2 separate regions of the Mus musculus genome follow, and region 1 is linked to region 2. The links are chromatin contacts, called in public promoter capture Hi-C maps. All regions are on one chromosome and are shown on one strand. Each heading gives the region's core, a stretch centred on a gene start, on an enhancer-like site or on the middle of the called end of the contact. The rest is flanking DNA. Distances are from core to core; before and after follow the strand shown. Region 1 holds the start of Usp4 (ubiquitin specific peptidase 4 (proto-oncogene)). Region 2 holds the start of Ip6k1 (inositol hexaphosphate kinase 1).

What was found. Capture Hi-C pulls out chosen DNA fragments and counts their contacts.
Region 1: a contact with region 2 is called in a promoter capture Hi-C map of adipose tissue. The contact joins the promoter of Usp4 here to the promoter of Ip6k1 in region 2. A contact is called at or near these places in 2 of 39 promoter capture datasets (erythroid cells and pre-B cells), 5 of 115 datasets of contacts at active chromatin or transcription factors (effector CD8 T cells, memory CD8 T cells, microglia and 2 more) and 1 of 9 other capture datasets (adipose tissue).

What each region holds. Positions count from the first base shown.
Region 1 is chr9:108,345,506-108,352,553 of GRCm38.p6, reverse strand. It overlaps Usp4 (ubiquitin specific peptidase 4 (proto-oncogene)), which reads right to left and starts at 4,723. Exons shown (of 22, transcript NM_011678.2): 1 at 4,536-4,723; 2 at 1,517-1,644. The coding sequence starts at 4,636.
Region 2 is chr9:107,997,541-108,004,703 of GRCm38.p6, reverse strand. It overlaps Ip6k1 (inositol hexaphosphate kinase 1), which reads right to left and starts at 2,056. Exons shown (of 6, transcript NM_013785.2): 1 at 1,882-2,056. It overlaps 4930535L15Rik (RIKEN cDNA 4930535L15 gene), which reads left to right and starts at 2,285. Exons shown (of 4, transcript NR_166685.1): 1 at 2,285-2,428; 2 at 5,283-5,359; 3 at 5,983-6,080; 4 at 6,357-6,589. It overlaps Cdhr4 (cadherin-related family member 4), which reads right to left. Exons shown (of 19, transcript NM_001378391.1): 14 at 6,995-7,163; 15 at 6,642-6,784; 16 at 6,135-6,191; 17 at 5,915-6,002; 18 at 5,677-5,707; 19 at 5,023-5,174. The coding sequence ends at 5,119.

The DNA of each region.
Region 1 (7,048 bases), core at 3,474-5,973, 350 kb before region 2:
CTATTCCTACTATAAACAGTCGGTACAGAGAGGCCTGATGACGTTTAATATGCATGCAATTTGTCCTACTTCACAGGTATCAACATTTTGTGGGTACAGCTAAGTGTAGTGGCACACACCTTTAATCCCAGCACTGGGGAGGCAGAGGCAGGCAGATCTCTGTGTGTTCAAGGGCAGCCTGGTCTATATACTTAGTGCTAGGGCATTCAGGGCTATGCAGAGAGACCCTCTTCTTGAAAACAAAATCAAAAACCAAAACAAAACAGAAAAACAGCATCAATGCCCAGACCAATTACTGGATATACTGAATTTGATCACAGCAATGAAAGAAAAGGGGAGGGCATGATTCCCAGTTTTCAGACTATAGGCGCAATCTAAAATGACTATTCTTCTTTCTTGTTTACATACAAATCCAAAAACCTAAAAAAGAAAAAGAAAACTAAGGGGCCAGCAAGGCAGTTCAGCAAGGACGAGCACCGTTGCTCCTGCAGAGGACCAAGTGCGGGTCTAGGCACCTCTGCGGAGCAGCTCACAACCTACTGCTCCAGGGGAGCCTAAATTCCCTTCTGGATCCCCAGGAACTGCACTTCACATGCACAGCTCATTCAGATCCACATCCATACACACAATTAAAAAACAGAAAGTAGAGACAAAACGTTACGAGGTAGACAGGTAAGATGTCTTCTGAGAACCAACTGCAGAAAGCTATACTTTGGCCTTAACATACACAGTGACTCACTGGCACACACATCATACACATCCTACATTGTGCACATATACAGTAAAAATAAAAATATGAAAAAAACATTAGTATGCTATAAAATGTGGCCGTTCGAATGAGGATGGGCCATTTAAGCTCGCGTGTTTGAATCTTTGGTTCCCAATGGTAGTACTGTTTGGGAAGGATAAGGAGGGGTGTGGCCTTGCTGAAAGAGGTGTGTCACTGAAGGGTGGTCTTGAGGTTTCATAAACCCTCACCTAGCTCTGTCTGTCTCTAGTGTGTCTTCAGACACTCCAGAAGAGAGCATCAGATTCCGTTATGGATGGTTGTGAGCCACCATGTGGTTGCTGGAATTTGAATTCAGGACCTTTGGAAGAGCAGTCGGTGCTCTTAACCACTGAGCCAGCTCACCAGCCTCCCTCAGCTACTTCTTAGTGCCACACTCACCTGCTGGTACCAAACTCTTTCCACCACGATAATCCTGAACTAACTTGCTGAAACTGTAAGCCAGCCCCCAATTAAGTGACTCTTTATAAGTTGCCATGTTCATAGTGTCTCTTCACAGCAACAGAACGGTAACAAAAAAGGCATGCTTCTGCTAGAAGTAGTTGTTTAGGGCAAAATAACTACTTGACTTTTCCCTAATAATCTGCAAAGACGTCTACTACAGATGTAAAGGAACACGTCTATGTCTTCACATTATGAAAGTTTCACACTCATGAGGACCATGGTAGAGATACACGCAGCCCCTGACTGGCCCATGAGAACTACAGTAGAAAACTGAGCATACTCCACCTGAGAAGAGTCCGGAGTTGTCAATAGGTCCAGGAAACAGGTTATGCTCCCCGACATTGTACATGTCCCAGCTGTCAAAGCCCACATACTTCTTCCACTGCTTGAACCACCGGCTGTCAATAAGATACCTAGGGAGAAATAGCAGCTACATATAAAATACAGCTGAATAAAGAAACACAGTTTTAAAAACCCAAAGCATTATGTTTTGCAGCTCTCCTTTAATTTTCATCTTTAGACACCTACCTTAAGCTCCTTATGGTCTTCTCACCAAGGTAATATACAATTCTCACAAAATCACGTTTGGGGGGAGGGGAGCTTTTCAAGATAGGGTTTCTCTGTGTAGCCCTGGCTGTCCTAGAACTTGCTCTGTAGACCAGGCTAACCTCAAATGCAGAGATCTGCCTGCCACTGCCTCCTGAGTGCTGGTACTAGAAGTGTGCATTACCGCCACTGTCGACTAAAATCACACTCCTAATATCAAGAACAGAAGTTAGCCCCACATGGCAGAGAGGGCCTAATCTATGCCAGGTATTCACTAAGAAAAATGACTGCTAAGAGAATAAGTAGAGGAAGTTTGTGGTGACCCACATCTATGATTCCAGCATCTGTGAGGTCCAGGCAAAAAGGTCAATCTACCCTGCACAGTAAGCTTGAGGTTCCCTCCCTTGGGCTACAAGAGACCCTATCTGTAAAAGACAAAACAAAGCTACACATGCTAGCACATGCTGGCCTTTACATCCCAGCACTCAGGAGGCATAGACACTTGGATGTCTATGAGTTCCAGTCCAGCTTGGTCTACATAGGGAATTCCAGACCAGTCAAGGTTACCTAATATGACCACGTCTGAAAAAAAATGAACAAGGGACTGGAAAGATAATTCAGAGGTTAAGAGAGTCTTGTGCTCTGCCAAAGGACTCAAGTTTGGTTCCTAGCACCCATGTATGGTATGCACAACTCTAGCTCCAGGAAATCCAACAGCCTCTTCTATTCTGCATAGGCATCTGCATGCATAGCGTGTGCCATACATTCTCATATTCCTCTCCCTCCCCCCCCTCTCTCTCTGCCTGTCTCTTTCTCTCTCACACACAAGACACTGCGATCACTTATCTGTAATCCCAGCACACAGGAGGCAGATGCAGAAGAGTCTGCAAGTCTGTGGCCAGCCTGGCTACATCTCAAGTTCCAAACCAGTAGGGGCCACAGGGAGACCTTGTCTCAGAAACAAACAACCAAAACCATAAACGATTATTGAAAGAATTTTAAAACTAATTAACTTTGGAGATGGCGGGGGGGGGGGGGGAGGTGCACCCTCAGTATGTAGCCCAGGATAGCCTTGAACTAGAGAGATCCACCTGTGTATGCCTCCCAGAGGCTGGGATTAAAGTTGTGTGACACTATGCCTAGTTAGGATTTAATTTATTTCAGTTTTTCGAAACATGGTTTCTCTGTCTGTCCTGTCTGTAGACTGAGCTGGCCTCAAACTCTGAGATCCACCTGCCTCTGCCTCCCAAGCGCTGGGACTAAAGATGTGTGCCACCGCTCCTGGGCTGAGTTTTTCTTTTTAATTATGCTTTGGTTATGTGCCTGAGTTTGAGCATGACTCCCAGTGCCCACGGAGGTCAGGGGAGTTGCTATCCCTGGAGCTGGAGCTTGAGTTACAGATGGCAGGGAGGCACCAAACCCGAGTGCTGGGCCTCAGACTCAGGCACTGCAAGAATAATCTAAGTTCTCAGATGCTGAGCAGTCTCACCAGCCCATGAGCAATCATTTCAAATGGACTCTTTCTACAAGTAAAACTATGTTACTAAGTTATTAATCACATTACCCACCACCATTTTTTTTTTTTTTTTGAGACAAGGCTTTTACTATGTCACTGAGGTTGGCCCTGAAATTTGGCAGCAATACTCCTCCAGGACTAAGACTACAGGCATGAGCATCCAGACCAACCTGAATATTCTTTCTGTGTCATCCCTTTGCAGAATTTCTAAAGTACCTCTCTCTATTTGTCTGGCCTTTCACTGGCTCAATTTAAACACCATAAACTACACCTAGACCACACCCCAAACACATAAGTTCTGTTCTCTTTTTCAGTCCTCATATTGGTCATAATCAATGAGAAACCTACCCTATTATTTGACTCCTACACAGCAGCACCACCCAGGCATTTCTCCCCGACTGGGGAGTACAATCCCTTCTAGTTAACAATCTCTTAAGAGGCCTCATATTTGAATCTGCTCTAGTAAACCTGGAACTTTTTTTTTGGGGGGGGGGTGCTGCTCACTGTATGAGACCAGCCCTGAACCTACAGCAATCCTACAGCCTCTGCTCCTGCAAACCAATAAAGCATATGCCAGCGTGCCTGGCAAAGTCTTGTAACTTTCGATCTTCTATTTTGCTCCAGGAGTCAAGCTCCCCTCCCTTCCCCTCCCCTCCCACTCTTACATCTAACTACTGCTACAATTGTCCCGGACCATCTGACAACTGGCTTCTAGTTTTTGGCTTTGAATCCTGTCCCACGGTTTACAAGTTACAAAGTATCACAGTTTACAAGTTACAAAGTATCCACTTCGGATCCTCTCTCCACGCCAGGAGCGTCCTAAGCCACAAATTGCTACCGAGGTTTTAATTGTTAAGGATCGGAGGTGTGTAAGGGGTGGAAACTTCCCCCACCAAGGTCACCATCAAGCGCCCAAGTCTTCGGTGGTTAAGTGCTTTCCCCCACCTTCCCGCTCCCGCCGACCCCAGCGCGCCCCCTTTTCTATATTCTACACCCCCTGTCCCCGCCGGTCCAAGACTACTGTGAATCCGAATGGACCGGGACAAACCCCACGCCTGTCAGCGCTGTCCCCCAGCTGATCCCGGGGTTTCTTTCATCAGCGGCCGCTGTCAAGCCACTCTTTCAGACTCCAGGCACCGCCCCCGGCCCGCCTCCACCTAAAACTGAGGACAGAGGTCCGGCCTGAGGGCCAGCGAGCCGGCTAGACGCTCTGCGCCGCAGGAGGGCAGGGCGGACGCTCACCACTGCGCCCCACGTTGGAGCGTGGTCCCCATCAAGGCTCCGAGCTCCGTCTTCTGGGTCTCCACATCCGGTCGCTCACGGCTGCCCCGGCCTTCCGCCATCTCGTCCGCCGCCCCGGCCCAGCCGGCCCGGACATCCGCCTAGCGCACGGCGTGCTATGGGCCGCGCCCACGCACGCACGTAACCACGCACGTGCGCGCGCCCGGCACCGCCGTCGACTTTCGCCTCTTCTCCCCGCCCCCACGCGCTGTTAACCCCCCCCCGCCCCCTCCGGAGCCGAAGCGGACAGAAGCAGGCTGGACGCCCAGAGGCGGCGGCCACATCCACCCGTGTCTGAGCGGCTCCTGCGATCTGACTGCTGGCCCGCCCTCGACCCATCAGTCACTCGCTCCATCCTGGCCTGTGAGGTTAGCCTGATGCTAAATCCGTGCAGGAGGAGCCTGCCGCTTGCTTTTCTTGTTTCCACTCGGTTCCATGCGGCTTTCAGCAAGACTGCCTAAATGCGAGATTGAATTTACTGCCTCGGCAGCCCCTGTAGCCAAGTGCACACGGACGCATTGAGATCTGGACTGTCCGGTGTGGTCCAGCCATTAATAGTTGTTTCAAACAAGGGCCGGCGCGATGGCTACGTGGGTGACAACTGGGTTTGATCCCCAGAACCCGTGTAAAAGTGGAAAAAGAAAACTGACTCTTTAAAGTTGTCCTTTGTTCTCGACACAGACACTGTGGCACGCGTTCGCCAAACAGGCACACAATAGTGAAATTTGTTGTTTGTTTGGGACAGGTTTCTTCTAGCTGCTGTCCTGGAGCTGTTTATGTAATCTAGGCTAGTCTCGAATTTAGGCCCATTTGCCCTTTTCTCCAGAGTGCTGGGATTAAAAGCATACATCACCACACCTGCAAAAAACAAAAATAAAGTCATAAATAGACGCAAAAAACAAAGTTGTCTTAAACAACTTTGTATCCTGTCAGCCATCCAGGTCAAGGAGAGAGTAGCAACCACCGAAGCCGACAGAGGTCCAGGCATCTTAATTTTTTCCTGAAACAATGATTCCGTTTTCTTCCGGGCGGTGATGGCACAGGCTTTTAACCCAGCACTCAGGAGGCAGAGGTAGGCAGATCTCTGAATTCGAAGCCAGCCTGGTCTACAGAGAGAATTTTAGGACAACCAAGGCTACAAGAAACCCTGTCTTGAGGAGAAGAAGAAGAAGAAGAAGAAGAAGGAGAAGGAGGAGAAGGAGGAGGAGAAGGAGGAGAAGAAGGAGGAGGAGGAGAAGAAGGAAAAGGAGAAGGAGAAGGAGAAAAGGAGAAGGAGGAGGAGGAGGAGGAGGAGGAGGAGGAGGAGGAGGAGGAGGAGGAGAAGGAGAAGGAGAAGGAGAAGGAGAAGGAGAAGGAGAAGGAGAAGAAGAAGAAGAAGAAGAAGAAGAAGAAGAAGAAGAAGAAGAAGAAGAAAAAGAAAAGATTGCAAGTCTTGAAAATCTTGCTCTGGAACAGGTTTAAAAGCATGGTAGAAAGCCATCTGTGGAGATGCCCGGGCAACTGGTGAGCTTTTGCTTTTCAGGCAAATCCTGTTTTGTTTCGGTTTTTTTTTTTTCGAGACAGGGTTTCTCTGTGTAGCCCTGGCTGTCCTGGAACTCACTCTGTAGACCAGACTGACCTTGAACTCAGAAATCCGCCTGCCTCTGCCTCCTGCTGTGGTTAAAGGTGTGCACCACCACACCTGGCACAAATCCTGTTCTTAACAGTAAGGCAAGTAAAACAGTTTCTTGGCGGATAGGAAAGCATGTCCTTCAAAAAACTAATACAAAACAAACGAACCCCCAATTCCCTCACCTTCCCAGTAGATTAAAAAAAAAAGATACATTTTATTTTATGTGTATGTGTGTGCGCCCTGCATAAATGTATGTGCACCACCTGTATGCAGGCACCCTCAGGCCAGAGAGCATTGTAACCCCGAGAGCAATGGTTCTCAACCTTCCTTATGCTGGGAGTCTTTAATACAGTTCCTCATGTTGTAGTGACCCCCCTACCAAATTATTTTGTTGCTACTTCACAGGTGTAATTTTGCCGGGCAGTGGTGGCACAGGCCTTTGATCCCAGCACTTGGGAGGCAGAGGCAGGTATATTTCTTTTTTTTTTTTTTTTTTTTTTTTTTTTGGTTTTTCGAGACAGAGTTTCTCTGTGTAGCCCTGGCTCTCCTGGAACTCACTTTGTAGACCAGGCTGGCCTCCAACTCAGAAATCTGCCTGCCTCTGCCTCCCGAGTGCTGGGATTAAAGGCATGAGCCACCATGCTGGGCTGGCAGGTGGATTTCTGAGTTGGAGGCCAGCCTGGTCTACAGAGTGAGTAACGGGACAGCTAGGGCTATACAGAGAAACCCTGTCTCGAAAAACCAAAAAAGAAAAAAAGAAAAGAAAAGCTTAAAAAGGAAAAAAAAAAAAATGGAAGACTTTGATTTAAGTAATGTTTGAGTATGGTCCTGAAGAAACAGTTGGGAGGAAGAAGCATAAATC
Region 2 (7,163 bases), core at 807-3,306:
TTTCCAGAACAGCCTATGATACACAAGGAGAACCATCCAAAATAACCTAGAGTGCTGAATAAGTGCTCAAGTTTACAAATGAATTATGCAAAGACAGAGACAGGACCCACTACTATAGTAATGGTCTTCAAGATGCAGTACTTAAAATACCCATCACAGAAATGATGCTATTGTCTTTGGATAACCGTTGAATCTAGCATGATGCTGTATTCATATTCATGAGCTAATAAAAGCATTATAAGAGTGAAAAGTTCTCCTGTATTTTTATTTTCTTGGGACAGCAGTCCTAAGATAGGCTTAGACCAAGGAGAAACTTTAATGGGCACTTGAACTCCCTAAGACTGTACACATTAGTCAATGCTGCCAACTTGATTAATAGTCTCCTTCTATATCACTAAGAAATCCAATACCCAAAATGAAGTAAGAGGATTAGAGTTTGCTATTTTAGCAGAAAAGAGCAAAAATGTAAGTAACCCTGTGGATCATTTAATCCCCCCAGCCCCCCCAAAGAAGCATTAGGAGCTGGTCGTGGGGCAATTCAGACTTTAGCATCTCTCTCCCTTAATAACTATCCAAGAAACTTATTTCACCAAGGCTAAAATTTTATTAGTCATTCAAAAGATGAAAGGGCAATGAAATGCATAAATACTACTCAAGTCCCCTCTCCTCACAACTTGCTGCCTCGGCCGGCTGCATTCAGCCCAGTCTCCCAAAGGTATCATCTCCAGCCCAGGGTGCTGGTTTCTCCCAAAATTAAACGTTCAGAGGAGGCATGATCCTAACAGACATTACGAGCACACCTCCTGCTTGGCCTCCTTAATCGTCTTTTGTGGGTTTCATATGACGACAACATACAAGACACCTGTGTGGCGAACCTAAGGGACCCTGGGTAAAAATGTGATTTACAGCAGCCAGGACCCTTTCTAGAGCTGCATACTCTTTTGGGGATTGCCAGCCCCGCCTCCATCTTGACTCTAAGCTTGACTCGCTGTTTTCATCAAGCATCAACAGCTTTCAGCTCTGCTTTTGTCTGCAGACAGGGTCTTGCTAGGTAGCTCTGCCTGGCCCGCCCGCAACCCATGGCAATCCTCCTCCTTCAGCCTAGTGCATGAGCTCCCATACCCTAGTTCAGTTTTTGTTTTTAATAGTCCCAACACTCCTACGTCTCCTAACGGACTGTCTCTTTAAGAGACAAAATTAATCAAATCATCATCATCCTTATCCTCCTAAACCACATACTCCAAGTCGAGCACCAAACAACTTATACCCCAAATAAAACTCTGCCACTGTGGACATTTAGCTAGGTTCTTCAAGAAGCAGTAAACAGTGAGCCCTGAAGAGCACGGAAGACGCCGAGGGATCTCGGTGATGCCAGGCAGAGGATCATAGCCCTACCAAAAGCACAGGGCCCCGATACCACCCTCCTTGGCTCAGAAGGCATTTTAGGCCTGTTTCGTCTCATCTTAGTCTCAAGCGGCCTGAAAATTTACTCGCAGGAGTATGAAATCTTAAGAGCGACGTAACGTTTATCGCTGATTTGGAGGAACGTTACGGCCGGGAGAACGAGCTGGCAGCAACCACGTCTCAGCACGCCGGCTCTCAGGCACCCAGGGATTCGGTCTGAAAGGCAGGTTTCCCGGTACCCCGCCGGCCGGTCCCAGGGCTCAGGGCTCTCCGACCTCCACCCGGGCTGCCCACCCAGCCTCCGTGTCAACATCTGGGAGGCTCGGCGGAAGGCCAACCAGGATGCTGGAATGATGTTCCAGTGATGCTCGCCCCAAGTCCCGACCCTACCTACGCGCGCCAGCAACAACCCCGCGCCCGCCGCCACCCTCGCCGTGGGTGTCGGGCGGGTCTTTTGGCCCGACTCCTGTCACTCACCGGCCCGACTCGGGCAGCGGGCGCCCAAGGCTCCCCACGGGAGCTGGGCCCCCCGGGCCTCCAGGTCTCGGCCCGCCCCCCTGGCAGGCGGCGCTGGTGGCTGAGCCCCGCAGCAGCGGCCCCTCACCGGCCGCTCGGTCCAGCTCCTGGCGCTGCCCACTGGGTACGGATCAACAACAAGATGGCGGCCAGCCGAGGGGGCGGGGGCCGGGCGTCATAGTAACCAAGGACAGCAAAGAACCCGCCCCTAACTGAGGTTATCTCCAATCAATAGCCTCTTCTTGGGACGCCTGAAGGAGTTCTTCGCGTTGATTCGTCAACTGTTCCGTCAGTCAGGGCGTGCCTCTCGTGCAGAATGCCTGGGGCACGTGACTGTGACGGCAGGAATTGACGCATGCGCGCCATTCTCAGGTTTGCTAGCAGTGGAGCTTTTAGCAGCGATGGGGGTGATGCTGGAGAGCCCTTCGTTTTCTCACCTGCGCAATCGTTTCGGTTTTGAGCTGGCAGCGTTTATCATCCTCTCGCACACACTTAGGGAATGTCATAGGTACGGTATTTGCTTTGTCCCCTGCCTCTGTGCTTGGGATCGTCCCTAGTTAACTGGTGAGGAAACTGAGGCGCAGAAAAGAGCCTGAGCCAAGGTCACACAGTCTTAGGAAGTGGTGGCGATGGGTCCTTCTACTCTTCTAGCTCCGGAGTTAGTGTTTTCTAAGCGTCTCCCAGCGTTGTCTCTCACCAGTCCCGAGGCACAGCCGTCTGTGCTACCTCTTCGATTTCGGCTTCCCCTTTCCCCGGCTTATTTTGCATAAGAATTCAATCTGCAACCAGCTCAAGTCTCAGCACATAGTGATCGCTCTTATTTGCCTCAGAGCACCGTTAAGTTCCTGTGACACAGTGTCTTTTTGCCCTTGGCTATCATGATCTATCTCCAAGGCAAACTATGAGTCCGAAAATGACCATCCCTTGTTCTCCATAAGTAGACACCTAACCCGGGGCTTTTGGCTTCAAGGTTAGGATACATCACAGCACCTGGTCCCACACCAAAACGCCCTAACTCTGAGAACTTTGAGCTTTAGCTTCTCTTTAGTTGCTCTGTCTATAAAATGAAGATGAACAAGAAACAGACTTAATAAGCTCTTAGAGTAAGCCAAGTACTCAGGAAAAAACACTTATAGCCGCTCAGGCTGCTGAAACTGAAGTCTCTAACACTCTTCTTTTGATAGACACCCCATTAAGAGAGATGGTTCAGTGGTTAAGAGTACTTGCTGTTCTCACAGAGAACCTGGGTTCTGTTCCTAGCACCCACATCACCCAGCTCAAAGCTTTATGGGGGGTCTAACACCCTCTTCATGGGCACCAGCACACATGTGGCATATATTCATACAGACACACATACATATAAAACTAATTTTTAGAGTTTTTCTTAGGCAGAGCATGGCAGTATACACCTTCAATCTCTTGAGGGGCAGAAGCAAGCCAATCTCTTGACTTTGAGGATAGCCTGGTCTACATAGTGTGTTCTAGGCCAGCCAGGGCTACATCATGAGACCCTGACTCTAAAATAATAAAGCCCAGGTCATTTTTCCCCTCACAGAGGGCATTCATATTCTTCCTGGACTTAGGGTGCCATAACTGCTCCAAAATGGAGATTATCCAATTTTCTGATAGGGTTTAGGCCCACAGAGCTGACAGGAGAGGAACGACTGAGATAACTTGAAAATAGCTGGGCCATGGTGGCTCACGCCTTTAGGCACAGCACTTGGGAGGCAGAGGCAGGTAGATCTCTGAGTTTGAGGCCAGCCTGGTCTACAGAGCAGGTTCTAGGACAGTCAGGGCTACACAGAGAAATCCTGCCTTGCAAAACGAGAGAGAGAGAGAGAGAGAGAGAGAGAGAGAGAGAGAGAGAACTTGAAGCTAATACGGTTAAGCATACCCTCTATTCAGACAATAGGATCTCTTGGAGATAAACATGACGCCAGGTTGAGCATGGTGTCAGCACTGCACACAGTAAAATCTGTTCTCCAGGCTGTCACAAAACCCCTGGCTATGTGCAACAACTTAGATTCACACAGGAAGAGCTAAGCAATAGAGACTCAGAGGAAACAGATACAAAGCCAGGGGCTCAGCATCAGAAAGAGGCTTTCAGTAATCCAGGAACCAGGAACAGCTAAGCACAGATTCTCTGCTCCTTCCCAACAAAACCTCTCCACACAGTTGGCAGGCTGTCAATGAGGGCTGCTGGGACCCTCAAAACCCAGCAATGTTGAGCGGCCGAGAGAGCCCCAAAATCTGCAGTATATTTTAAGAAAAGTAAAAGCTAGGCAAGATGACCCTCACCTGTCATCCCAGTGCTGGAGAGGGGAGGACAGGCAGATCCTGGGCTTCACCATCATCCAGCCTAGGCCACTCTGTGTAGCCTACACTATCTCAACGTAGGGAGGGGACATGATATCTGAGTTTGTACTCTGTGTGTACACAAATGTACCAGTGTCAAACCAGCCATGTGACTATAATCCCAGCACTCAGGAGACCAAGGCAAACATGCAAGCTCCAAAACAGCCCAAACTACAAAAGTAAACCATGTATTTAAAATAAAATTTTGCCTGGAATGGTGATGAACACCTTTAATCCCAGCACTTGGAAGGCAGAGGCAGGTAGACCTCTGTGAATTCAAGGCCTGGTCTACACAGTGAGTTCCAGGATAGTTCAAGGTTATGTAGAGAAACCTTGTCTCAATAATCATATTTTTAAAAAGTTTTAAAGCAAGTCTTACTGGGTATGGGTAGCACACGCCTTTAATTCCAGCGCAGAGGAGGCAGAGGTAGGGGTATCTCTGTGAGTCCAGGCCAGCCTGGTCCACAAAAAGAGTTCCAAGCCAATCAGGGCAACACAGTGAGACCCTGTCTCAAAGAAGAAAAGTAAATTTCTCCAAGTAGACAGGTCAACTGGAGACCCTTCCATCACTGACAAAGATAAGAGCCTCTTCTACAAAGTATCAGCCAGCCACAAAAGCACGAAACGCTTTTCAGGGTAAAGTCATCCATCTTACTGTTCCACAGGAGATGGCTCTTGCTCCAAGTGACAACCAGGAAACACAGATCTCAGAGCTTCTCCCACACAAAGATTACAAGGTGGGCAGTGTTCTGTTTGCCGTCTTTATTACTAAATTGGTTTGGAAATCCAGGCTATGATCATGGGAAAAGGGAACTCCCCACAGAGTAAAGCAGCTACTCCGCCTCACAGCCAACGCCGGGCTCCCGTGAGTGTGTTGAACAGGTAATCTCTCCCCATACCTGAGCCCAGATGGGCAGGAGAGAGGAGAGAAGAAAAGATGGCTGGCTTCAGCAGTGTCGTCACCCCTTGCACAGTGACCCAAACTTATCTTCCCTTTCCCTTCACAGCAAAGAATCTCGAGAGATTTGACTCAAATGAAGAGAAAGCTAGGAGACACCAGGTCCTCTAGAGCAGCCAATGTCAGGTTAGTCAGCTATAGTTCACTGGTGAAGCTGGACTGCGTGGGGAGCTCTCCCCTTATCACCATCTCCCTTCCCCGATGAGCTGAGACAAGACTAGGTCTGGTTGTCACCTAGCCCAACTGGTGCTTAGCAAAAGTTGCCTAAAGGGTTAAGGGTGACCGAGAGTTCATGGGGGGTGAGAGAAGAACTCAGTGCAAACAGCAGTGCTGGATGCTTGGTGGTGGTGGCAGTAAAGAAGGAGATGGGTAAAGGGAGGGGGAAATTCTGGGGAAGGGTGAGGGCCCAGGCAGAGATCAGGTTATGAAAAGTAGAGACTTACAGACATCTTGGGCTCTGCCATCAAAATGTTGCTGAAAAGAAGAAAGGGGCAGAGTGAGTGGAACCTTGCCCATGGGGAGCAGATGCGAAGGCCCGTGCCCACCCGCCTGATCTATCTTGGTGGTGGTATCGGCACTCACAGGGGTAGCCACTCCCAAGCAGGAAGGCAGGCATGGCAGGGATAGGGAGTACCCTAGAGCAGCCTCACTGCCCTCAACCTGAGCTGTGACTTGGCATACCAGGCTCATGGCAGTTCTGGGTACCTGGGACATCTCTATTCTTGGTGCCTCCATTTGCCTCTCAATAGGTCCTTCATTTCCCTGGATGCTATAGCGGATTGGAGTAGAAGTACAAGATGAGCTGGACCCCAGCCTGAGTTTAGGAGATGGATTCCCAGGCATAGAGGTAAACCTGTTTACCTCTACAGAGACTAACCTGTTTACCTCTACAGAGACTAACCTGTTTAGCAACTGAGCTTTGGCTGGTTTGCTTGGTGCCTGTAGGGACGGGGCCAACCTAAAAGGCCAGAAAGAAGAAGGAAGGCCAAGAAAGTAGTAGGCCTTCTAACACCAAGGAGTAATATCATCTGTCCCTTTATAGTAGAAATGCCTAGTGCCCGCATGAGATGTCCACACTATTATCTGTCCTACCCTGGGCTCAGAAACTTTGTTTACTCTTCAGAAGCAGAGCAGAAATAAGGTAGAAGACGGGTGTTGGGAACAGTGGTAAATGTCAAACTCTGAGCCAGCCAGCCATGGCCATCCAATTCCAAGACTGGACCCCACCGATGATGGAGACCACTCCCAGTGACCCCAATCTGAATACTTCTGGAGAGATAGTAGCCGCCTTCCTCAGTCTGTTTCCCCACCTACGTTGGCAGTGTCATCCAATATTGAGTAAAACTCCCTAATCCAGCCAGTGTCTGTATGTAGGCTATCGAAGAAGGAAGCAGAGATAGGAACCTACCCCCGGAGGATCCTGCTGAGGAGCCAACCCAGAGCCAGAAGGAGAACTGCACCAGTTGCTGTCAGCACTACCACAAACCAGGGCTCTGGCTTCCAGAAAGCCTCTAATTCTGTCACAATCAGGGGTGTCATTGTTGAGGACACCTGAAAGGAGGGTCACAGACTCACCACTGCCATTGGCAACCCAGCTTTCAAATTCCCTATGGAGTGGGATACCTCACACCCCTGATTTATTTTTGCATCTAGCAGTCTTCTCAAAAATGTCTTCTCTCATAACTCCACCTTAAAAAACCAGGCGTCTTCATCCTTCAAGATCCTCTCTCCCAACCCCCAAGGGCCTGAGAACTCCCTCACTGTGCTTTGGTGGGTGCTGGTGGCCACCGTGCTGGCCTTCCAAGGAACTAGATGCACAATAATGGTGGTTGTAGTGCTGAGGTGGGGTATGGAAGGGCCCACATCTGCAACATGGATCAATAGCTCATAGGTGCAGGGCTGCTCTGGCCATGGAGGCCCCAACACAGTG